Linked DNA regions of Mustela erminea: region 1 is linked to region 2. Evidence: chromatin contacts called from public Hi-C data. All regions are on one chromosome and are shown on one strand. The core of a region is the stretch at or near the end of the contact, and the rest is flanking DNA. Distances in the headings are between cores, read along the strand shown. Region 1 overlaps DLGAP4 (disks large-associated protein 4). Region 2 holds the start of RAB5IF.

Region 1 (6,610 bases), core at 3,245-5,744, 130 kb before region 2:
AAGGTCACGCAGTCCTGGAAAGGGTGAGGCAGGATTCGAACCCAACTGGGAGGACTCTGTCTGAGGACGGCAAAGGGAGGATGGAGGGGAGGTGCCAACTAAAAACACTTAGGACGTAGAGTCCATAGTACTTGAGGTCTAATTTGACCATGCAGGGTTGAGAAGACCGGGTCACCAGGTCAGGATGCTTGCTGGGACCCTCAGTTTCCCCCAGTGACAGCGAGGTGTCGCCACGGTGAACTAGGGCGAGCTCGTACCGCTCCTCCCCCGGCAGGGAGCATGCGTCCCGTTCCAGCTGGAACCGGTTTGGCTGGGCGGCTCGAGGGGCGGAGCTCCCGGCGCTCGGGCATGCGCGTGCCGACGTGGGCGCGCGCTCTCTCTCACCATCAGTCGGCCTGGGCGTGGGCTAGCTAAGGGCGCCCAGCGCTTGCGCACCGGCCAAGCCGCGCGCGCGCGCCGGGCCACGTGCCAAGCGGACTCTGCGCGTCCCCGCCCTGCCTGGGAGTCCCGGGAGGCGCGCGCGCGCGGCTGACGCGGGGGGCGGGGCGGGGCGGGGTCGGCACGGGGCTTTAACACGGAGGCCCCGCCCCTCGGGCGTACAAAACCGGAGCCTCGGGCCGGGCCGCGTGAGGGAGGAGGGTGAGTGCCCGCCGCTGGCCGCAGCTGCCGCCGGCCTCGTCCGTCACTCCGTCCGTCTGTCCGGTCCACGCCGTCGCCGCCGCCTCCTCAGCCCGGACGCCCGGGGCCCGCCCAGCGCCGCCCGGAGCAGCCGCGGCCCCGCGAGGAGACGGGCGCCGCCCCCGCCCGGCCCTGCCCCCGCCCTCCTCCCCGTCTGTCCGTCCGTTCGTCCACCCGCCTGCTCGCGCTTCCGTCCTTCTGTCCGGCTGCCAGCCTTCGGGCTGGTCTCCCCGCTCCGTCCGCTTTGTCTCTCCCCGGCTCCCTGTCTCTTTGTCTCTGCCCTCGCGGTGCCTCACAGCCCCTCCCTCGCTCCCCGGTCTCGGGTCCCCCTCAAAGCGGTCCTCTCATCCCTCGGAGCCTCCCTTTCTGGGCGCCCCCATTCTTCGGGACCCGCCCTCCCGTTTTGGGGGGCCTTTTCTTCAGAACACCGCCCTCACTCCCCCACGACTCCTTTCTCAGCTTCCCTCACATCCTTTGGGGGTCCTCCCTTCCATCTGTCCTCAAATCCCTGCGGTCTTGCCCCTCTCTTAGCCCTCATTTCCTCGGGGTTTTTCCTCTCGGTGTCCCTCATATACGCTGGGACCTCCGAGATCCTTGGGGTCTCTCTCTTGGGACCCCCAAAAGCTCCCCAGCTCCCAGACTTCACCCCTCCCTGCTATCCCTTGGGTTGTCTCTGTGGCTGTGGCTCCTTGTTCTTTCTCAGGCCTCGGTGGCCCCCCAGTTCTGGGGGTCGGGGTCTCCCGCTTTGCTCTCACTGCCTTTGCCCCTGCATCTGTCTCAGTGGCTTCACCACTCATGGCTCTTGTGCTGAAGGCCCCCTTTTGAGCCTGTTCTTTCCCCAGGGCTCTTGGCCCCCTTGCTTTCTCTGCCCCTGCCCCCTGTCTCCCGTGCTCTCTGCTCCCTTGTCTCTCCCTTTCCCGTTTTCTGTCTCTGCCGGTCTCTGGGTCTCTGACCCCACTCTGGCCCTCATGGCTTTGTGTCTGGAGCTCTTGAAGCAATGTGAGTGGTGGGGTGTCCGGGTCGGGCTGGAGTCCCCCCGCAGGCTGGCCGCGGCGAGGCTCCATGGGGTTGGCGCTGGGGCTAGGGCTGGCGCTGGGGCAGGAGGCTCTGGAGCCTCCCAACAAAGGGGCAGGGAGGGAGGGGCCAGGCCGTCTGGCAGAGGTGGGAGTGGGGGCGCCTTCTTGCTCGGAGGCTTCTGCTTTAGTTGCTTGAGTGTGTGTGAAGGGTGCCACGGGCTGGACGTCCCGCCCGCTTGGTCCTGCATGGCCTGGCACTTTGTGATCGCTTGTGGGCAGGCCTGGGCTATTTTGGAGCTGGCAGGATGTGATATCACTTGGGTGTTTATTTAGACCCGGCTGGGGGTGGGGGCTGCGTTCTTGCCAACTTGAGTAATGAAATTTTGCAGGGGGGTGCGGCCTTTTAGGCAGCTGGACTGTAGGGTTTGTGGCCGGAGCTTTGCAGGCCACCAGCCTGGGCAGGTGAACAAGGTTATCATGCTGCTTTGGTCTTCCTGAGACTGCCAGGATGAGGGGAGAGAGTTCTTAGTCTGACCACCCTTGAGTATTCCATTGGATGATCTAAGAACCGGGGGGCTTGATTCCGCCAGCTTCAAGCTGTGTGGGACCTGTGACCTCTCCAAGCCTCAGTTTCTCCATCTGTAAAAGGAATAATTGTGCTAGTCTCACCAGGTTGTCATGAAGACCAAATGAAACGTCTGTAGACATGTGCTGTGAAGTGTTGCTGTGTCTTTGAACTGAGCCCACAGAGGGCAAGCAGCTTGTCCGGGCTACACAGCTAGTTCATGGCAGAGCTAGGACAGGGATCCAGCGCCAGGACTCCCCATCCAGAGTTCTTTACCCTTTGCTCCATTTCCACCTGATTATTCAGGAATATACCTGCCCTTCCAATGGGGCAGGGAGCAAGCGGTCCCTTATTTATAACCTGATTCCTGGTTGCTCTTTGTCAGTTTGTAAAGATAGGCAGGTGTGCATAGCTGGATGTCTGCTCTGGGAGAAAGGTGGATTTTCCATGTTCCATCCCATTGTTTGAGGGTGGGTCCTGCGTGGCCAGAGGCACTTGGGAATGAGGTCGGTCAGTTTGTGGTTGTGAACCTTGCCTGCTTTTCCTGCTTCCCTGTAGGGTGGGGGACAAAGACCCCAGCTCAGAGAGGCTCCACAGATGGGGGTGGGGGGAGGTGTCTGCTGTCAAGGAGCCTAGGATGTCCTAGAGCTGAAGCAGGAGGTCAGCTGTTGTAGCACCCTTGCCTTATGGTTGAGGCCCAGAGAGGCCGGGGACTCCTGGTCCTATTCCATGGCACTGCCTCTAAGGAAGTCACAGTCAGGCTGGTGTCACTTCCCCGCTGGTATATAATGACAATTTCCAACATCCATTGACCTCTTACTGTGGGTCCTGTGCTGGACACACTACTCGGACCACGTGCAATAGGGAGGAAGAAGGGCTTGGTCCTTGGCCTGGAAGTAGGGGGCTGGGATTCTGGGCCCCACATCATACCCACTTTCAGGGAGGCTACTTTCTCTTGGGCTTCAGCTTCCCTATCTGTAAAATGGGAATAAGAATCTTTGTTATAAAACTGGTTCTGAAATCATAGAATCCCTAAAGAAATTCTGTGAGACAGAATGCCAGGGTTCTATTCCTGGCTATGCTAAGACGCAGTGTGACTTCAGACAAGTGTCCCCCTCTCTATTATTCTTTCTGCAAAATGAAGGAGCCGGATAGCGTGGTCTCGTAGGTGCTTCCAGCTCTGACATTTCAGGATTCTAAGGTAACTCGGAGGCCACCTATTTGTACCTACATCTCATCTTACCTGTTGAAGGTGTGCTTGATCGCAGAACGAGAGGGAGAATGTTTTGAATGCTGCAGGGTGTGCGCTGATCATGTGCTGTGGGGTTTCAGAGGAGGGAGAGAAATCCTGTGTGGGCAGAGGGTTCAGAAAAGCTTCCAGGGGGAGGCAGTACTGAAGTTGGACCTCTATACCAGGCATGTTCTACCTCTAAGATAAACTATTACAGGTAGTAGAATTAATGTGGGACTGAGAGCCATAAACAGCTGGTGTCAACTGGTCTCCATCATTCATTCCATGTGTGATCTTGGGCAAGTTACTTTGGGCTTCAAGTTTCCTCATCTGTACTCAAGATAATCATATTTACACTACAGGATTGTGCTGAGGATTAAGTGAGATTATATATTTTAAAAATGCTGAGTACACAGTAGGCACTTAATAAATTCATCTCCCAGGGATATCTGGATCACCTTTTTCTCTGTGGGAACAAGGTAGACCCAGCTTCTCCCCACCTTCCCCCCTCCAGTGACCACCTGGGGGAGGTTCAGGTAACAAGGAAAGCACCTGACTTGTTCTAGTAAACACTAAGAGTAATCCTCTAATCTCCCCCACTTGCTCTGTGAGCCATTGTGTAGTCTGTCAGGCGCTTTCCTGGCCATTGTTCCTTAGAACAGTCCTGGGAGGAAATCAGAAACCACTGGTGTTCTCTCTGCTTCACAGGTGAATGGAGAGTAGGGGGCCCAGAGAGGCCCAAGGACCTGTTCAGGGTCCCATAGCATGCCAGTGTCGGGGTGGGCTAGAGCCTAGACCTCTTGGCTTCTTCTCCCACAGCCCACAGCTTTGCTCCAGATGTATTGCTTCTGTCTGGTAGCCTGCCCCTCAGGCCTCCTTCTCTGGGTCTGGCATCTATTCTGCAGGGGAGGGTTTGCTTGACATTTCCTCAGCCTCTGAGCTCATCCTAAACTTCAACGGGACTAGCTTGAGGCCGGGCGTGGACTGAGTCACCACCTTCCCTGGCTTTCTCATCCTGAGCAGCAGCCAGACACACCCAGAGGGCCGGAGACCTGCTGGTTGTAGGACAGCAGCATGGCAGGCTTTCCTCTCTGAAACTCAGATTGGTTCTAGAATGGCTCTCCCTGGGCTCTTAGGGAGAGGCTGCAGTGGTGGCTCCCCAGGGTGCGGGAAGCATGAGCAACATTGAACAGCTGTTGCCTGGCCTTTCGAGCTCCCAGCCTTTATTTGTGCTGTACCCTCCCCCTGTGGTACTTTCTCTACCCCTCCAGGCCCACATTGTCAAATGCCACCACCTCCTCCGGAAGTCTCTGATTGCTGCTCTCGCTCTCTCTGAGTCAAACAGACTGTGAATTCTGCCCCAGGTCCACACTTGCTGAAAAGTGGTCACTTCCCCTCTTGGTGCCTCAGTTTCCTAATATGTATAAAAAACTCAGGTTGCTTATCTTTATAAAGCTTAGGTTCCCAGGCTCCATCCCCGGAGAGTCTCCTTCGGCAGGTCCAGGGGCAGGAATCAACTTTATAAGTCCAGCCCTCTGGAGGAGTCTGATGCGGAGATCCTGTGGGGTGCACCCTGGGAAAAGCTGAACTGAGAGTTTTCCTGGGTTTATATCACAGCTTGGCTCGTCCCCACTGTGTGACCTAGGATTGATCAACTTTCTGCACCTCTGTTTTCTTTTGTCCTGTTGGGACGGAAATCCCTTCCTCCCAGGTTGCCAGGAGGGCGAGTACTCATGTAGTAAAGGCCCCTCAAGAAATGGAAATCTTTGTGCTCTGCTTCCATTTACCACGTGTCAGGGACTGTGCTGGGTGGTTTATAGCATGATCTGACTGTGTTACTGTAGCAATCCCATGACGCAGATACCGGTATTTTCCCCCATTTTACAGATGAGGAAATTGGCTCCTCCTCATCTTTGTTTTGGGCAGGGTTGGTTGTTTCCAGAAGCAAGGTGCCCTTCCCTTGCTCAACCCTGGCAGCAGACACTGTCGGACCTGGCCAGGGTGAGGGCTGTGGAATTGAACACCTGGGCAGGAATGCAATCCAGTCGTCAACAGGAATTTAATGAGGTTGATGATGCGTGCAGGCTGAGTGCCTCTCAGATTCCCAGGTTTCCCAGTCCTGGCTGTGGCTGCTTCCTCTCCCTCAGGTTGTACTGGAATCAGCCGGTTCCTCCCCCATCCACTCCTGGGAAGGAAGGCTACCTTAAAAACAAATAATATCTGTATTTTCTACAGCTAAAAGATTAATGTTTCTTGTTTCACAGTGAGGAAACAGGCCTAGGTAAGGGGAAGGACAGGGACATGCCTAGGATCCCAAACCGAGGCCATGCCAGGGCTGGGCAAGAACCATAGCCCTGTCTGCCCACCTCGGTCTCCATTTCTCTGTATCATGGGCCTGGGTTGGCCAGTGGAGAGGGGGAACACTGAGGTTTGGTTCTGGGAAGTTTTCTCATGGGGCAAGAGCAGGAGAAGTGGTCCTGAGTGTCTGGAGCTAGGATTGGCTCAGCCTGGAGCCAGATGGGCTTGGAAAGCGCTTTCCCTCCCAGCCCTGGGCCAGGCTCTGAGAGGATGGGAAAGAACAGACAGGGCCTCTGCTCCTGGGAACTTATGGTCTGACAAGGGAGACAAGGCCTACAATTATGAGAGACTGTGTGACAGTCTGTAATTAAGTGTCTGCTGAGGAAAAGCATTGTTTGAGAAGGAAGAAGTGAGTGTGTGCCAGAGGAAACAAGAGCCCTCTTGAGGGGGGCTGGATTTGCAGAGACAGAGGGTGGGGCTGACATTCTAGGGAATGGTTTGTGCAAAGGCAGGGGTGTGGAGGCTGGAAGGTAAGCATGTATTTAGGGAAACAGTGAGTGGATTGATTTTGCTGATGCATCAGGACTCTGGATGAAAAATCTGGGAGGGGCCAGGAAGTTGTAGGCAGCATTGAACATCAGCGGAGAAGCAGAGGCTTTGGGGAGTCATGGACCGTTTTAGAGCAGGGGTAGCCCAAGTGGAGAATTTTCTTTTCAAGAAGGTAAATCAGGCTGGGTGAATTGGGATGAATAAAAATGGTGACAGGGAGGAAGCCTCCCAAGCATCCAGGTAAAAGAAGAGCATTAGGTGTGGGGTGGAGCC
Region 2 (6,478 bases), core at 909-3,408:
CCCCAATTAGCTGAACCATATCATTTCACAATATATGTAAATCAAACCATCAAGAGGTAGGCCTGAAACTTATATACGGTGATATATGTCAATTCTTTTTCTTTTTTTTTTTTATTTATTTGTTTGACAGAGAGAGATCACAAGTGGGCAGAGAGGCAGGCAGAGAGAGTGGGGGAAGCAGGCTCCCCACTGAGCAGAGAGCCTGATGAGATCATGACCTGAGCTGAAGGCAGAGGCTTTAACCCACTGAGCCACCCAGGCACCCCATCAATTATTTTTCAATGAAACTGGAAAAGATAAAAATTCTTCAGCATGCCCCTTCCACTCCTTCCCAACTAAGGTCTTTATTCCCCACCAGTAGCTGACATGGTTTCACCTTCTGGAATGCTCTCTTCTATTCCCCTCCCGCATCCCCTTAACTCCTACTTTTCCTTTAGAGCTCTGTCTTTCCTAATCCTCCACACCAAACTCCCCATTACAAACTTTTACTACCAGGCCCAGCCGACTGAAAACTTACCTATTCTGTCTTGGATCTCGGGCTAGGTATTCTTCCAACATTCTATGAAAGAATGAATGATCAGTTTGTCTCCGTCACTGCATGCCCCCCCAGATAATCTGTAAAAGAGGTTTTATACCAATGGTACACTTCCAAACTGGAGTGAGCTGGTTAGGCTTTACCACAGTTTTGTATATGGGAGAGAACAAGGTTCAGAAAAAAGGCAGGGCTGCCAAGAACAAGATCCATGTGAAGGCTGAGGGACTACAAGGTATGGATTCATGTCAGGTGTATGTCCCTCCAATCAGGTCCAGACAGAGTAATGTCTGTTGCTGTGTATATCACCTTTAAGGTCCTGCTTCACTCAATCTATTGCAAGAGGATGTTGGAATTGAGTTGCGGTTGGAAACACCAACCGTGGAAGAAGCTCCCTAGGAGATTCTGTTGCTCAGCTAGGGGGAGAACTACAGGTCAATGTTGACAGGTATACAAAGGATATTCTGACCTCACTAATACCCTTTAAGACTAAAAGCTTAGGGTCATCTGAGTGGCTCAGTTGGTTGGGTGACTGCTTTTGGCTCAAGTCATGATCCTGGGGTCCTGGAATCAAGCCCCACGTCAGGCTCCCTGTTCAGCAGTAGAGTCTGCTTCTCCCACTCCCCCTGCTCATGCTCTCTCTTTCGCTCACTCTCTCTTTCAAATAAATAGATAAAATATTTTTTAAAAAGATGACGACTTAAAGTTTAAGGTTAGGAGTACAGATTTTGGAGTCAGACAGACCCAGATACTTGTTGAGTGATTCCAGACAAATTAGTTTGTCCACCACACAGAAGTACCTTGGTCTCAACTTAATTCACAGTACAATGCACAGGGCACCACCTGGAGGGCTTACCAAAATGCTGATTATGGGCCGCACTCCCAACAATTTCTGATTTGGTGGTTCTGGGATGGGATCTGAGAATCTTCACGTCTAGTCAAGTTCCTACGTGATGTGGCTGCCGGTGGTCCAGACACACACGTTGTGAACCACTGTCCTAGCACATGCTGAGGACACAGTAGCTGTATACTCAGATATTCTGAGAGCTAATGAAGTCCTTTCTCCATTCCCCCGACCCCGCCCCCTGCCTCCGGAGTTCTCAGCTGGTTCCAACTTGCCATGTAGCCTTAGAAAATCTTTTCCGCTTTTTGGGTCTCGGGTCTCACATTTGCCAAAAAAGGGTGCTGGGCCAAGATGAGACACGAAATTAATACAGGAAACAGTTTACATCTGGAAGAGGGTCCTACGAAATTAGGGGAGAAAACGAGCAAGGACTAAATCCTGAAGGAGATGCTTGGGACTTCCGGGGAGCCAGTGTTGGGTTCCAAAAGACGCGGAAAAACAGGGCAGCGTTCTGCCCCGCTGCTGCAGGGGACAAACCGTGGAGGGCTGGGCGACGCTCAAGTCTAACTTGGACTCTATCCAGATGCCGTTCTCCAGTCGCCACAGCTCCTCCCCGCGCTCGCGTCACCATCCCCTATTAGATTGTCCCTTCCCTCTCACCATACCGTGCGCCTGGCGGAAGCTTGGCGTCACTTCCGTCACGCGTAGAGCGCTTGCGCAGAGGTGACGGCTGTACTTTCCTTCGGACGGCTGCACGGCTGTCGATTGGCTGCGTGTGTTCGTCGGCGGGAGGACGTGCGGCGCTGCGTTGCCCCTCCCTCCGCAGCGCCAGGTCTCGGCGGAGCCAGGGAGCGGAGCCGGCGTATTGGCCGAGTGAAGGCAGCCGCAGCGCGCCACGGAGCCTGACTAGTGATTCTGTCGCTATCGCTGTCGCCGCCGCCTTGCGCGCCGTGATTCGCGACCCCAGAGTCCGACTCCTTTTGGCCTGACCCGCGCGCCCCTCGCCCGGCCCGGGCGGCGCGACGGGAGGATGAGCGGCGGGCGGCGAAAGGAGGAGCCGCCTCAGCCGCAGCTGGCCAACGGGGCCCTCAAAGTCTCTGTCTGGAGCAAGGTGCTGCGGAGCGACGCGGCCTGGGAGGACAAGGTGCGGTGGGACCTGGCGAGGGCGCAGGTTCGAGGAGCCGGTTGGGACTCGGGGACGAATGGACAGGCCCGAGCCTGCCCCTGCCGGGTCCAGGCGCGGCGGAGTGTTTGGCGTGTGTTGGGTCGGGGCGGGGAGTGGGCGGCGTGGTGGTGGCACTGAGGTGTCGGGGCGAACTTGGCGGGCCCGGGCCTGACAGCCGGGCTCGGGGCTCACCGCGGAGTGAAACCGACTGGGTCACGCGGGAAGCAGCGAGGAGGGGGCACAGCAGTTGCCACCCGCGGGCAGGGCGTGTGCCTGAACGGCGAGAGTGAGCTGAATTCGACCTCCGCCTTTTGCTCCCAGTAGGATCTTCAGTAAGTGACTTGTCTTCTCCGAATTAATTACTTAATACGGTCGTTAGTATGAACAGTAACGGTAACAGTTTTCTACCAAAGACTTTGTGCCAGGTGCTCTCTCCACGCATTGTTTCCCTCAGTTCTCAGAACAGCTCTGAAGTGGGGTACCGTGGTGCAGGAAAGCCTTTAGCACGTGATGAGGCTTACTGAAGGTGAGCTGCCATTGCTTTTAATTAGAGCAATTGCTCTAATTTCTAAATACCAAATGCCTTAATAACTGCGAGAAGGGAGATTGAAACCACCTCTTGGAGGTGTGTGAGAGAGGGAGGGAGAGGGGGAAACCACCAAATGTGTGTTGAGAGACTGTTGGGGCTTCAAGATTTTTACACTGGTCACACGCTTTCAGAAGATCTGAGTGTAGGCACTCCCCAGCTCTGCCCCATGATCTGGAAGGGACCAACACAGCTTGATTCCAGTTGGCCTGAAAAGAATGTTATATTTGCAGTTTTTCCCTTGTTTTTCTGGACTGTTGAAGTGGGTTCTCCTTCCTGGAGCTCTTGGGTTGGGGGGAATGGGAGGTACTTCCTGAAGGTCCCCTTGTCCTGCCCCCAGCCCTGCCCAGCTCTTGCAAAACCTTTATGATCTGCTGTGTCATTTTTTTCTTCCTTCTTGTACAAGGACTGGTTTCTGCAATCTGGGGCAGGTCGGAAACCTGAGTCTTCAGCGTCCTTGTATGAAAATCAGATACGCTGGCACCTGCCTTCAGCACTTTTTGTTTCTAATTCCTTTCTTCTTTGTTGCTTAAAATTCATTGTGCAGGAAGATGGTGCTGAGAAGGTTAAAAGTCAGCCCTTCTGCCTATGGATAGTATGCCTAGGTCTCTCTTCTGAGGGTCAGTGTTCTGTGGCCAGTAGCACAGTTACTGATGAAACAGCCGTTTCATCACAAGCCATTTCATTTTTGAAGCTTCTAAAAAAAGTAAATAATTTTCCTAGAATTTTTACTTAGCACACAGGCCGAAAAGTCATCACTTAAGAGAAATATATCCTTTTTTTTTTTCCCTTTTAAACCATGTTTTAGTATAAGAAGAAGTGGAGATCAGGAAACTACGTACCATTGCTCTTGGAGACATTTCTATGGAAAATGTGTTTATAGCAGCAAGCTTTTTTATTTCTCACCTATTACAGAGGCTTTCTTTCATGTGGCATCCACTGCAGATAATGCATGCATTCTTTCTTTCTACAGGATGAGTTTTTAGATGTGATCTACTGGTTCCGACAGATCATTGCTGTGGTCCTAGGTGTTATTTGGGGAGTGTTACCCTTGCGAGGTTTCTTGGGAATAGCTGGGTAAGTCTTGGGTATGTTCCATTTTCTTGTATCAGTTCTTTTCACATAGAGATTTTGTTTCCTTTTTATGGAAAGGGCCATTACTAAGTTGGAGGAATACACACACACATTTTAAGATGACTTGGGGAGGGGGGAGGAGATGACTTTGTATGGGTGAGAGAGCGAAGTGACGAAAGCAGAAAAGTAGCCCCACAGTGGCACTCCTGGGTTAGCATTTCTCAGTTCAGCAGGCCTGGGAGCATCTTAGTTTAGACATGTTATTTTTCCAGAGACTGGACTGGGCCAGTCCATTCATTTATGGATCCAAAGTGATCTCATGCAAGAGGCTACTGCACTGCCTGTTGGTAGCAGCCATCTAGTTTTCTGACATGACCTTTGTACCAATGGAAATTTGCAAAGTAGAAGAACTTCTATACTTGATGACCTTATATAGGCACTGTGCTGGATGTCTTGGAACTTGGCTTTGACAGAAGTTATTTCAGATCCCTACTTTTTAAAAGCAGTGAAAAAGTAGGAGGTTGCACCCTCACTTTTTACTGTGTTTCCATGGCCGGTGGCAGCACAGTTGACACCTACCCCTGGTCTTGGCTCAGCTTGTTAACAAGCGACTGAAAGTGATGAGTCCACATGCCCACCAGAGTGAATTAAAACAATGTGTAGGAGTAGTCTCAAGATAGGAATTGTGGGTAAGCTACAGTGGGAAATGGACAGGCAAGCTTGTGAACTTTTCTTTTTTTTCCACACCCGGAATATAAACTATGATCCTTAACCATGGAATATCACATTGGTTGTTTTAGGGGTGATCACATCTCTTATTCCCTCACCGTAGGGTGAAAAGGGCGAAACAGATTTCAAATCCCTGTGAGTTCCTTATTTTCTCGGAAGATAATCCAAAAGGCATGTGTCATCTCCTCTTCTAACTAAAAAGGTTTTTAATTTATGATACTGAGCAAAGCATTTGTCCAAGGAAGGAGTTTGAGTTTGTTATGCTTTGCCTGACTTTGGCGGAGTGGACACGTGATGAGTTCTGAGTGATGGTGAGGAGACCAAGGACCTGGGGTTCATAGGTCTTCCCCTGTTGGAGGAGGTATATAGATAACTCTTCAGAATGTTGGTCATCCCGTTTGAGCTTTCTTTGAAAGAAAAGGCCTACAAGCAAAGTCAGAGAAAGGGGGAAGGCAGTCTGAAGACAAGAGGGAATCCCTCTTCTTCCCAAGACCACTTTTCTAGGTCAGAGTAACACGGGTTCAGACCCCTTGCTCCCATCTCATCTTGCAGGATTCCTAAGAGATTTCTCTGAAGTCACCCAATCTAGGAATAATATAGCAAAGACCCGAGTTAGTTTATTATCCTTGCCACTGTGGCAGATGAGTTAAGCTATTTAGAGATCTCTTTTTACTTTTAACTGTAGAACGGATTCAAGTTCCAGCTCTGCCACTTTCAAGCTACATAATTTTGGGCTCACCTCTCTGAGCTTTCATTCTCTCATCACTGGAAAGGGGAGGACACTAAAAGTGTCCTCCTCCTAAGACTGATGTGTGAACTAAATGAGATAACCCAAGTAAATTCCTAAATGTAGTGCTTAGTACATCATATGCACTCCATAAATGGTTCACTGCAGTCATATGATTGGCTTTACAAAGAGAGCTAAAAATGGCTATTGAAAAAAAGAAAAACAGGAGGGCTGCCTGAGTGGCTCAGTCCTTAAGCGTCTGCCTTCGCCTCAGGTCATGATCCCAGGGTCCTAGGATCAAGCCCCACATCAGGCTCCCTGCTTCTCCCTCTCACACTCCTGCTTATGTTCCCTCTCTTGCTGTCTCTCCCTCTGTCAAATAAATAAATAAATAATTTTAATTAATTTTTATTTATTTATTTGACAGAGAGGGCACAAGGACAGGGAGCATCAGAAGGAGAGGGAGAAGCAGGCTCCCTGCTAAGCAGGGAGCCTGACACGGGGCTCAATCCCAGGACCCCGGAATCTTGACCTGAGCCGAAGGCAGACAGTTAAGTGAGCCACCCATGCACCCCAAATAAATAAAATCTTAAAAAAAAGTGGAAAGGGATGCCTGGGTGGCTCAGTTGGTTAAGCATCTGCCTTTGGCTCAGGTCATGATCCCAGGGTCCTGGGTTCAAGTCCCACATCAGGCTCCCTACTCAGCAGGGAAGTCTGCTTCTCCCTCTACCTGCTGTTCCCCCTGCTTTTTCTCTCTCTCTCCCTCTGACAAAATCTTTTTTAAAAAGGAAAACAAAACAAAACGGTAAAGGAGGTGTTTG

The links. Hi-C and Micro-C count contacts between places; a contact is called where the count stands out from the background.
Region 1: a contact with region 2 is called in a Hi-C map of spleen, with 6 times the contacts expected there. The contact joins the enhancer-like site here to the promoter of RAB5IF in region 2. A contact is called at or near these places in 3 of 3 Hi-C or Micro-C datasets (fibroblasts, skeletal muscle and spleen).

The regions. Positions count from the first base shown.
Region 1 is chr7:22,227,790-22,234,399 of mMusErm1.Pri, reverse strand. All of the region lies in intron 5 of DLGAP4 (disks large-associated protein 4), which reads left to right. Among named protein-coding and RNA genes, the nearest start is that of MYL9, 72 kb to the right of the region's middle. Within about 2 kb of position 4,494, the one cell type or tissue checked has open chromatin away from gene starts, as enhancers often do. A contact at or near this core is called in fibroblasts, where this site is marked.
Region 2 is chr7:22,097,843-22,104,320 of mMusErm1.Pri, reverse strand. It overlaps RAB5IF, which reads left to right and starts at 2,158. Exons shown (of 4, transcript XM_032350778.1): 1 at 2,158-2,520; 2 at 4,101-4,204. The coding sequence starts at 2,407. LOC116595004 (a long non-coding RNA gene) reads right to left here and starts at 2,078. Exons shown (of 4, transcript XR_004287508.1): 1 at 1,389-2,078; 2 at 518-615.